4 separate regions of the Mus musculus genome follow, and regions 1, 3 and 4 are each linked to region 2. Evidence: chromatin contacts called from public Hi-C and HiCAR-type data. All regions are on one chromosome and are shown on one strand. Each heading gives the region's core, a stretch centred on a gene start, on an enhancer-like site or on the middle of the called end of the contact. The rest is flanking DNA. Distances are from core to core; before and after follow the strand shown.

Region 1 (2,792 bases), core at 131-2,630, 610 kb before region 2:
GTCCTCTGGGATCTTCAGGAACTTGTGATGTTTTGTTTCCTGTTAGCTTCTGTGGCTAGGCTTCGTGTGGCTAGGCTGGTAGATATCCTAAGATGCAGTGAGCAGTTCAGGAGACCCCGTTCTGTCCCCACCAACTTTGTTCATGAATGCCTTTTTTTGCGAAAGGTCAGTGTTCAACGAACCTAGAAACAATTCTTTGCTTTACCGGATATTTTTTACTGTTTCATTTTTAAAACATCATGGCCATCACCGTCGTCATCATCATTATTATTGTGTGTTGAACACGCAGAGGTCAGAAGACGACTTCGTGAGGTCAGTTTGGTTTTCTCTTTCCATCTTTATTTACATGGAATATAGGGCACAAACTAGGATTGGCAGGTTTGTGCTGCATGCATCTTTACCCACTGAGCAGCCTGGCCAATGTTTAATCATAACAATAAAGACAACAGCTACAGTAGCAGCAGCAAAAACAACAACAGCAACAATAGCAACATCAACAAAAATAACAACAGCAGCAGCAGCAACAACAATAACACCAACAGCAGCAGCAACAACAATAACACCAACAGCAGCAACAACAACAACAACACCAACAGTAGCAACAACAAGGACGACAACAACAAAATAACAGCAACAGCAGCAGCAGCAACAACAACAAGTGCCCCACAGCAGCAAAACCAGCCGTACCTTCAATACCAGGACAGATGGTCCTTGACTTATGATGTCTCGTGTATGAGGGCTGAACTTTACAGCATTGTAAAAGTGATGTGAATTCAGCAGAAAGCATGCTTCACATTTCAAATTTTTGATCAATTCCTTGGCTAGTGACAGGCATCATGACCCCGTCTCCAGGTTGGACAGTGTCAGTCAGCCGCAGCTCCCAGTCAGCCAGAGCATCAGCAGCATCGTGAGGAAAAACAACTGACAATGCTCAGGCAGTTGCTAAGCTGTGACATTTGGCAGTTAGGATTAAATGCACTCTGACTTCTGGCATTCTCACTATGATGTATCTATCGGCTCGGCCAGCACCTCTGAATGGTACCATCCCAACTGGTGCATTAATGCCTGTCCTTTTTCTAGCTTATCTGTCATTAGAGTCAAGGAACTTTATGTTCTAGGATACTCAGATCTGGATATTCACATACTTAAATACAGATTGCCTTGCTTTATCTAATTGACTAATTTAAATTTTTATTTTGTTTTAAAAATCACTTCCTTTGTATTTTTTTTGTAATAAGTACTTTTGTTGACTATTTCAAAATTACACAAATAGATACAATATGTTGAATACAAATAGCAAAAAGGAGTAGAATGTGACTGACACAGGGTGGTTAAGAGACATTTAAGGCTCAAGCGATTGATGCAATTTCACAAGAAATCCACTGGATGGCGCAAGAATCTCATGCAAATACGTCAGGGGTGGCTACTAGAGAATTCCATTTCTCTCACATTAAATCAAAAGTGATACAAATTGTTGTAAAAGGTGTGCATCTCCCCCACATCCTCACAAGGGATTGTATTTTTCTCCTTTTTTTTTTTGGCCTGTGTGTTGGCAAGGCACTAGTCTCCTGTATTCACGGTCAGAGCCGGCCCCTGAGTCTGTTTTCCCTAAGGTTCAATGCCAAGCCTTCAGACGTGGCCAGTTGCGCGGGGAAAATGACTGCTTTAGCTTTGGTAAAAATCTGAGGAGCAGAATTTTGAAGAATGAGAATTAAAGCTGTACTCCACACTGTGTTGAAGTTTGCCATACCAGCGTTACCGGCTCTGGGACAAACAGCACTGTCTTCTCCCCAGCGTAAAACACAGCATTAATATTAACATGGAGAAAGGGCCAAGCAAGAGAAACTGCATTGATGCTTTTATTCATTTATTTATCAGAGCAAAACTATTTTGTGTATGTGTATATGTGTTTGGTCATGTATATATGTATTCCGTGTGTGTGTGTGTGTGTGTGTGTGTGTGTGTAGGTCAGAGGTTAATGTCCAGTAGCTTCCTCAGTTACTCCCTTTGATGTCTTGTTTTGTTTGTTTTCATGGTGAATAATGTGTAGTTAAGATCAATAGCTGTTTGGAGTGTAGCTCAGTGCATGGGGCCCTGGGTTCAATCCCTAGCACCTCTAACTACAAGTCTATCTTTGGGGCTGGAAAGAAACTTCAGTGGTTACTATTGCATCCTGCTCATACAGAGGACCCAAGTTCAATCCCCAGCTATCAACCACCTGTGACCCCAGCTCCAGGAATCTAGTGCCCTCTTCTGGCCTCTGTGAGTGCCTGTGATCAATTGTGTAAACAGGTGGACACCACATAATTAAAATAAACCTTTGTTTTTTTAAGTAAAGAATTATCCGCGGGATTTAACTGGATTTCAGTGGAGCTGGAACTCCATTTAAGTGCTCCCAGATTTGTTGGCAATAGCTAGAGGACCATAATCAGGAGTCAGACGGACTTGTGCCTTCTTCTCCCCGCCAGCCTGATTGATTCTGGTTATTCCAACATAGAATTTCTTCCCAGCCTGGGGCTTATTGGCCTTGGCACCTATGACGAACAAAGTGTGTCATTGTCTTTGTCTGACATGGCTGACTTGGCAGTCAGGGGAAACTGGATGACGACATAGTGGTCGAGTTTGTTTTTCCTGGACATACTCTTGCCAAGGGCATTTGGACCACATCCAGAGTGGCCCTGCCTTGGGCTGCCAGAAAGTGGGTGACATGTACCCCTTCTCTTTTTTGTGACTGTGGACGTCTTTCTGCACCACTTTCTCGATCACGAGAGACTTTGGCTCGGAAGCTTTTG
Region 2 (2,721 bases), core at 59-2,558:
AAATCCATTGTTTTTAATAGCTGAGTAGTACTCCATTGTGTAAATGTACCACATTTTCTGTATGAATTCTTCTGTTGAGGGACATTTGGGTTCTTTCCAGCTTCTGGCTATTATAAATAAATAAGGCTGCTATGAACATAGTGGAGCATGTGTTCTTATTACCAGTTAGAACTTCTTCTGGGTATATGCCCAGGAGAGGTATTGCTGGATCTTCAGGTAGTATTATGTCCAATTTTCTGAGGAACCTCCAGACTGACTTCCAGAGTGGTTGTACAAGCTTGCAATCCCATCGGCAGTGGAGGAGTGTTCCTCTTTCTCCACATCCTTGCCAGCATCTGCTGTAACCTGAATTTTTGATCTTAGCCATTCTGACTGGTGTGAGGTGGAATCTCAAGGTTGTTTTTATTTGCATTTCCCTGATGATTAAGGATGTTGAACATTTTTTCAGATGCTTCTCAGCCATTCGGTATTCCTCAGTTGAGAATTCTTTGTTTAGCTCTGAACCCCATTTTTAATGGGTTAACACATTTTTCTTATCAGAGATATGCAAGGAAGATTTCTTTTCCTTCCCTCCAAAGGAAACATCTGGTCATATTCTTTGTCCAGTTGTTTATTGGTAAGCCTTTTGACCTGACCTTTATTTTCTTCCTCCTTGAACCATAGGATTGTTGAAGAGATGATGTAACTATATTTGTATCTTCAGAAGTTTTATTTCAGAGGCCTTGGTAATGGATTGAAGGCAGGAGGAAGGAACAGGACAGAGAGGAATAGAATTCATATGAATGGGTTAGTGGGACATGACAAGGGCTAGAAATTATAGCCTTGGGACGCCGAGGAAGAAAGCTAGGGGGTAGAACAGAATCAGTGGCTTTGGTGACCACCTTGGTATGAGGCAAAACAGAGAATCTAGAGAGGTTTTCAATTTGTGCTTTGAGGAATCAAGTGGCCAGAAATGGAGTCTGGCAGTGTAAGAGTGGGGCCAGATGGAGGTGGTGAGGTTTCCAAGGAATGTCTGGTTGGTTTAGAATGTTAACATTTTCGGAGAGATGCTAAGCCTCAGCACGAGCATTTAAAATATATGCACAGTTTTATTAAAGAAAGGTGCCCACAGTCACGCTGCCTCCTAATAGGGAAGGGGAGAACAGCGGTATCTATGTTGGGAAATCTTGTAACTGCCTTAACAAGTGGCTAAGATTAAGTTATAATTAGCATATTCTTTGTCTGAATGCAAATGCTCTTTCCAAAGCTCCTCAGTCTTAACTAGGCTAACACTTCCCTTGTTTCCATCTGTAATTTGCTTGCCAAATCCTTTCTGTGCCATTACAGGCAAATCCTATTAGGGATGTTCTAAGAAACAGGCTATTGCCTCGCTGACTACAGTCCAGAGCAGCAGAGTTTGCAATTCCAGTAGCTGGGCTGTCCCAGACCCCACCCAACTCTCACAACACCTGAGATATTTTCTATCTTTCTGACAATCACACTTCCATGTGAGATAGCTTCACATATTTGGTTTAACACAGCTTAGTTTAACATATTTGTTTAAAAGGTGTTTTCTTTGACTTTATATTGCCAGAACTCATCATGGGGCCTGGCACATAGTAGGTGCTCCTGAAGTGGTCATTAAAGGGAGAAAGTATTGACAGAGGGACTTCACTAATGCTAAGGACAAGCTAATTTTCTGTCTATTTTTCCTGCTTGCTTTATAGTTGAGGAAGCTCAGCCAAACAAAACCCTTCCATCCCTCCCTCCCAGCAAATCTCTCAGTCTCTCTGTATGGAATCAGCCTGTAGATGGAGAGAGAGAATTGTTCAAACAAGGTAAATTGTATCATGGCTAAGCTACTGTATTTCAATTACTTCCACAGTAGAAAGCAGCCTTAAACTCTACCAAGCCCTTACCGACATCTTGTCTCAAACTGTCTGTGAGTTTCCTGAAACTCATAAACTCTAGAAAATTGGCCTCAGCTTACTTAGGAATTAGGGGAGGCTTCAGGTGGGTACACGAGACTCAAAAGGCGTCACGATTGTGTGGTGTTTTCTTTCCTTTTTCTATTTTACGGTCAAGATACTTGGCATGTTTAGAAATTACATCTCCTTTATTAACTTGTTTCCAATCCTTCTTATATATTGAGATTTTCAGCCCTGTTCAGACTTTTGCTTAGCTCTAATTGCAGTACGATCGATGTACATATACAGGAGCAGACAGCCTGAATATGAAGATTAACCAATTTTCAAGCAAATATGTCCCTGTGAACACTAAGACAGAAGCCCAAATAAAACACTAGACTGACTCTCTCTCTCTCTCTCTCTCTCTCTCTCTCTCTCTTTCTCTCTCTCTCTCTCCTTCTCTCTTCCTCTGTCTCCTCCTTCTCTCTTTCTCTGTGTCTCTCTGCCCCCCTCCCCGTGTCTATATTATGATATTCTCTTTTGTGTCTGGTTTCTTTAGCTCAAAATTATCCACGGTGGTAATTTACTCCATGATATAGCTACAGCATATCAATTATTCTGTTGATAGACATGTGAATTGTTCAGAGTCTGGGGATGCCAAAAAAAAAAAAAGTCTCAATAAGAACATTTGCGTCTGAGATATTCTTTATTGTGTTTTCCGTTTGGATTTTTCTTCCTCTCCAGCTCTGCCCTAAGACTTCTTAACTCTTAGCTTAGATTTGTCCTCTTGGGAGTCAACCTGCCCATCCCCCAAATCTTTCCATGTTTCTCCTCT
Region 3 (2,918 bases), core at 329-2,828, 800 kb after region 2:
GCACACCCCAAGCAAAGACAGGACAGCTACCCTACCCCAGGCCCTTTCTAACCTTGCTTTATGCTCCTATTCATTTGTAGTTTTGATGACATCACTCATAAGGAACTGGTAGACATAAAGATACTGTTCCCCAGAGTTCTGTGTCCCATTACTGCAATTCACTGGAACAGGGAGGGCAGTGTCCCAATCAGTAGAAAAGGCAACAAAAACATGGGACCTTGGAAATGCAAACTGAGCCCTCTACAAGTTGGTTCTATGCTAACTTCAGGTATTAAGTGTCAGAACTGAGTTGAGCCCTAGGACATCCTGTTGGTCTTGTGGTATCAGCAGAGAACTAATAGGGGAGACCACCACACATTTATTTTAAGTATTATAAGAAAAAGAACAGGACTTTCCTCTACCCTCTCAGACCAAGCTTGTGCAGAGCAAACTTAGCATTAAATACCAATCTAGGAAGTAGAAGTTATAGAACGAATTGATTCCACAATGTGGAAAGGTAATTGCAAGACTGAAACACTTTCTGATTCTGTGGATAAGAGCGCCAGTCTTTCTCAGTGCCACTGTATACCTTGTTGAAGCTCAAGGCAGATCTCATCTCTTAGCCAAGCATCCAGACCTTCAGCTCAGAGCAACCACTCCTTGTTCTTCCATTAAGATGCATATGTGATGATATTTCTACCCAGAGTGTTTCCCTTTTCTAAAAAGTACAGACTCCTACTCATCCTGCAAAACAAAGACCATATGTTATCTCAACTTCTTCTTCAAAACTCTGTTAGCATTTTTAAAATACTGTGTAAAATGTTCCATTGCCTCCACAGTAGGACATGCCTGTCTCTCCCACTAAAGCCTGGACTGTAAACAGCTGGAAGAAACTAGGCATGAATTATTCAGCTCTGTATCCTTTCATGCAACACAAAAACCAAGCCCACAGGAAATGTTCTATGCAAGTCTAAGGAAAGGAGTGTGTGGTGACCTCTCTGCTTTTAGCCCATCAACTTTACCTTGAAGTCTGGCCATGTCAGAATAGAGAACAAGAAAGAAATCTCATCCCCAGCTGTGCTGAGTTCTACAGGACATGAGGAAACTCTGAACAAATTCATTTTGACCTTTCCTGGCTCATAGAACAGAAAGCAATAACGTCAACCTTAGCTGTCACAAAGTCGCCCCTCTCCAAAGTCACCTGCTGCTACCTCTCAAGGTTCTGTGCCTGCTACCTTCTCCTACCTCTCCATGTTAGCACCTTTGGAAGCTCAACCAGTCATTATCCACAGACCTCCTCATGAAAGATTTGTGCTCTCTGGCATGGCTGATGGAATTCAATCCATGCTTTCTTAGAATCCTAGAGAAAAATGTGTTCTACAAGAGAACCAATATAGAGAAAGCTTGGAACATTCATGAAAATCTGATGAAGTGATGGGTCTCTGCCCTACATTTGGGTCTGTCCTCACTGTTGCACAGCTCCCAGCCTGCAAACCCTCTTTTGGGTTTTGTATTTTGAGAGTAAAGCCATTTATGCACCAATTTTCAGAAGGGGTGGTTAAGTGGTCGCCCTGAACACAGATATTATCTCACCTAACTTGCTATGTAGCAGTGACATCTACTGGGGAACATTGTCACTTCAGGGCTCCTGTTTTTATATTGGACTTAGTAACTTCAAAATGTTCACTCAATTTATCTTCGTAGCAACCTTATGAGGTGGTTAATGTTATGATGTGCAGTTATTACATGATGATGCTGAGACTCAGAGCAACTCAGTAACTGGCCTGGTGTCACATAGCAAATGTAGGGCAAAGCTGGGATTTGAACCCAGAGGAGGGTGACTTTAGCGCCTGTTCTTAGCTATCAGCACTTGTTACCTCTTGGACCATACATCCTCTTCCCGTCAAATACACCCATTACACAGCATCTTCCCTGCTGCTTTTAACTCGGATTAGATATGTACTGTTTCTACCAATAAATCCTGCTCTGGTGATCACACCCATGTACGTCACTTCCTCTTTGTCATCCTAGTACCTAGCTCACTTATGAAAGACAATAGGTGTGCCAGAGATAGTATGGAATACATTGTGCATGAGTGAATGTCATTAATAACCAAAACCCAGTGTGTGCAGGTTTCAGACACGATATGTGGAGGCAGAACCATGGGAAAGAAGCAGCTGCTTCCTTGGAATGGTCACCTTTCACACAGAGTCATCAGAAAGTATATACACAAGACTGTAGTAAACTACATGTCAATCAAGGAAGCCATTAGAAGATCCTCACAGGTCTTAGGGTAGAGTCCACATTCTCTAACTTGGAACAAAAGATTCTATAGCAGTTGGGCTCCTACTGACCTCACTTTCCTCCTCAGCACCATAGCATTTTGTACCTCTGGCTCCAGAGTTGCTGTGGTTTTCCCAAGAAATCCTCTTCACACACCTGCTGACTCTGGCATGTCCTCTCATGGGAAACTCTTATTTGGCAGAATATAGCCCTTTCTACTTTGCCTGAGAGATCTCCACTTCTCAAGAATTGGATATCAGCTCCCCTGGAACCTTCCAGAGGAACCTTCCAGAACCTTCCAGAGGAAGGTTCCATCAATACTGAGAGTCTCAGCCTTTACCCAGCAGTACGGAGGATAGAAGACATGCTACAAGTTTCAGTTAGCCTATAGCCAAGGCTGAAGCCCAGGTTGGCGATTTAGTAGATAGGTGAGCCATGAAGTTTAATTATCATTCTGAATTTCAGAATTCCTCACTCATTTTCAAACTTTGGAAAATTAGAGGTGGTGCCTACTGCATGCTGAGGTAAACACTAATTGAACAGCTAAGGTAATGTGTTTGAAACAGTTCACAGTAAAAGGTGGAAAGTGTTGGCTGCTGTTTTGTTGTTCTAACTATTTAGTCGTCTCTCTTCCCACAGTCAGTAAGTTGCTCAGC
Region 4 (2,724 bases), core at 199-2,698, 920 kb after region 2:
AATTCTAAATATCCATTGAGTTCCCCCATGAAGACTCCTCTAGTGTAGTAATTAGCTTCTGCCCTATGAAGTCTTCCTCTTGGACAGTTTTCTCTTGTCACAAAGGTCACTGGTTTTTCAGTGACTATTTGGGGCTCAAAATAAGATCCCCATCCAATCCTGTTTGGCTCCATGTCAGATGACATGGTCCAAAGCTCAGTGAAGAGCAGCCATACTGCTAGAAAGTCCTGAGTTATTGATATACAACTAATACTCACGAGAACAATCAATGAGCCCACTAGCATTGTTGGATCACCAGGAGAAAAATAAATGTAACTAACAGAGTGGTGCCTCTCAAACATTAATTGATAGGTTCACAGATCACCTGTGCGACCTAGTAAAACTGCATTCTGGTCCACTTGTCATGGGGTGGGATGGATTTTCTAACAAGCTCCTAGGAGATACTTGAGCAGCCACTCTCTGAGAGGCAGGACAGAATACACAGTCCTTGACTTTTCCCCACCTCCTACCCTGGGATCTACTTATGTGCTAGTGGCCCTCAGGGACAATGTACTGATGATGCTGACTCTTTAGGAAGACTGAGAAATACAGAAATTTGAGCACCAAATAGCAGACACAGAAAATGTCACGTGTCTCACATTGATACTTTCCTGAGTGACGACCACGTCCTCCTCTTTGCAACTGTGAGTGCTTTAAAGGCCACTGTATCATCTCAATGATATCACGTGTTCGTTATCTTGAAAAGTGCTTGTTACGTAGCTAGTAGATTCTCAGCAAATATTTATCAAGCAGAAATGAATCCCTCCTTGGTACACACTAAAATGCCCCATGCACACAGCAGGCACTCAATAAAAGCTTGTTGAGTGAATTAATAAAGCTGGAAAGATGTAATGACTGTGGTGCTGGGTGAAGGAAAATATTATTTCTCATCAAAATCATCTGAGCAAGATCACCTCGTAGAACTCAATGGGCACTGAGGGAAACAGCATTGATGTTAGACAAAGTCCTTGGAAACCAGTAGGCCACAGCTGACAACCCAAATTGGTTTGGGTACCATCTGGTGCTATGATTGGAGCATTTTTCATGCTCACTAATAAAGAACTCAGCCTGGCTTTGGGGAGGACTGGGTCAAACCAGAGACTTCTGAGGTCTAAGCATGGAACCAGCTTTCAGTGGCTGTAAAGAGCTGGGGACTTGGGCTGCCATTTCACCTGCCCATGACTAGGCATGTGGCCTGTGAAGAAACAAAGGCGAACTCCAGGGACCAGCTCCAGAGCCCCAGCTTTGTGTGGAGCCCACCAGGGCATACCTGACTGTGAGGCTGGAGCCAGTGAAAAGCTCCTTTCTCTACATTTGGCTTATAAAAGAAGCCAGTGGCTTGAGTCCACCAGCTTCCTGCAATCTCCGACTGCAGAGCAGCTCTGGGACGCACAGACCGGCAGGGGAACAAACAAGGGGCAACGCTGCCAAAGCTAAGAACAAAAGATGGCTTGCATTTCTGGGGTTGCATGGGATGTAGCCTGGGAGCTTTGCTCTCATTCAAAGGAAAAAGAAAAACAGAAAAGAATATTTGGAGTCTGGGATACAGAGGACAGAACAGAATTATTATTCTTCATGAGGAAAAACAGAGGTGCAGGAGGGCAGCTCCTAAGCAGAAGCGTGTTTAAAAATAGAACAGCCCCAGAGTAAGAAGACTTCAAAGTGTGCATTGGGTTTTCTTCCAGCTCTACGTATCCTTAAAGATGTTCCACAGTACCTGCAGAGAAGGCCATGGGACCTTCTCTTGTCTCCTTGTGTTGTAAGTTCTCTCTTTGCTCTTTGCCTGGAATGACTAAGGCAGAGGAAATGCCTGAAGACGAAGAGATGAACGTGGAGAAGAGTTAAAGTCATCCTTAAAGATTAATGAGCACCTCAAGCTAACCTAAGGTCAATGAATAGCCTTTAAAAGCCCTGGCTGGAGAACCCAAAACTCCTAAATCTAAAGATCACACAAAATCTGGAACTTCTCGAGTATCAGGTGAGATCCTCAGGACAACAGGTTTCGGTGTTTGAGATTTTGGAAAACTCAACCAGTAAAGTCCATATAAAATAGGCCAAAAGTCTGGCCAGTGAGATGACTAAGCATGTAAAGGCACTTGCCACCCAGCCTGACAATCTGGGTTCTATTGCCCAGGACTCAAGTGACAGAAGGAGAGAACTGACTCCCTAAAGTTGTCCTCTGGTTGCCACATGGACACAAACCTCCATGACATGACCACACCTGCCCACAAAAAGCCAAAAATACAATTGTTTTTATTTAATCCCCAAATTTGAAAGACTGAAATCTATAGCATTTCTGGTCCCAGGTATGTCCAATGAGTGCTACTCCCTACTTGATCTATGAAAACTAATAGTAATTAGCAGGTTTTAGATCACTTACCAAGTACCAGGAGTCACTCGGTGCTTTGCCTATGTTAAGTAATTGCCATCCACTTATAGATGGGTTACCTAACAGCCACTGGCATTTTAAACATAAGGACACTGCAAAACTAGCAGGGAAGTGACTGCCACAAGTGCTTTCAAAAAATAAACCATAAAGCCATGGTTGGAAAGCCATCATTCTGACTCTACCGCCTGCCTTAAACAATGTGACACCTCTGAAGGAACACCAGTCCTTAGTCACTTGCCTCTGCTTTATGGATGGAAGCCAGTTCTCAGGTGCATTTCCTTATGGCCCCAGGGATG

What was found. Hi-C and Micro-C count contacts between places; a contact is called where the count stands out from the background. HiCAR-type assays count read pairs that join an accessible place to other places.
Region 1: a contact with region 2 is called in a Hi-C map of cortical neurons, with 3 times the contacts expected there. The contact joins two enhancer-like sites. A contact is called at or near these places in 2 of 484 Hi-C or Micro-C datasets (the HL-1 cell line and cortical neurons), 1 of 115 datasets of contacts at active chromatin or transcription factors (astrocytes) and 1 of 9 other capture datasets (embryonic stem cells).
Region 3: a Hi-C map of cortical neurons shows a contact between it and region 2, with 3 times the contacts expected there. The contact joins two enhancer-like sites. A contact is called at or near these places in 2 of 484 Hi-C or Micro-C datasets (cortical neurons and ventricular fibroblasts) and 1 of 115 datasets of contacts at active chromatin or transcription factors (astrocytes).
Region 4: a HiCAR-type map of astrocytes shows a contact between it and region 2, with 2.1 times the contacts expected there. The contact joins two enhancer-like sites. A contact is called at or near these places in 3 of 484 Hi-C or Micro-C datasets (cortical neurons, embryonic stem cells and neural progenitor cells) and 1 of 115 datasets of contacts at active chromatin or transcription factors (astrocytes).

The regions. Positions count from the first base shown.
Region 1 is chr1:167,940,746-167,943,537 of GRCm38.p6, forward strand. No RefSeq gene overlaps it. Among named protein-coding and RNA genes, the nearest start is that of Lmx1a, 250 kb to the left of the region's middle. Within about 2 kb of position 1,381, at least 21 of the 459 cell types and tissues checked have an H3K27ac peak or open chromatin away from gene starts, as enhancers often do. A contact at or near this core is called in cortical neurons, where this site is marked.
Region 2 is chr1:168,549,018-168,551,738 of GRCm38.p6, forward strand. No RefSeq gene overlaps it. Among named protein-coding and RNA genes, the nearest start is that of Gm39696, 54 kb to the left of the region's middle. Within about 2 kb of position 1,309, at least 33 of the 459 cell types and tissues checked have an H3K27ac peak or open chromatin away from gene starts, as enhancers often do. A contact at or near this core is called in astrocytes, cortical neurons and neural progenitor cells, where this site is marked.
Region 3 is chr1:169,346,338-169,349,255 of GRCm38.p6, forward strand. No RefSeq gene overlaps it. Among named protein-coding and RNA genes, the nearest start is that of Gm34477, 17 kb to the right of the region's middle. Within about 2 kb of position 1,579, at least 9 of the 459 cell types and tissues checked have an H3K27ac peak or open chromatin away from gene starts, as enhancers often do. A contact at or near this core is called in cortical neurons, where this site is marked.
Region 4 is chr1:169,466,618-169,469,341 of GRCm38.p6, forward strand. All of the region lies in intron 2 of Gm34535 (a long non-coding RNA gene), which reads left to right. Among named protein-coding and RNA genes, the nearest start is that of Gm34535, 5.0 kb to the left of the region's middle. Within about 2 kb of position 1,449, at least 27 of the 459 cell types and tissues checked have an H3K27ac peak or open chromatin away from gene starts, as enhancers often do. A contact at or near this core is called in astrocytes and neural progenitor cells, where this site is marked.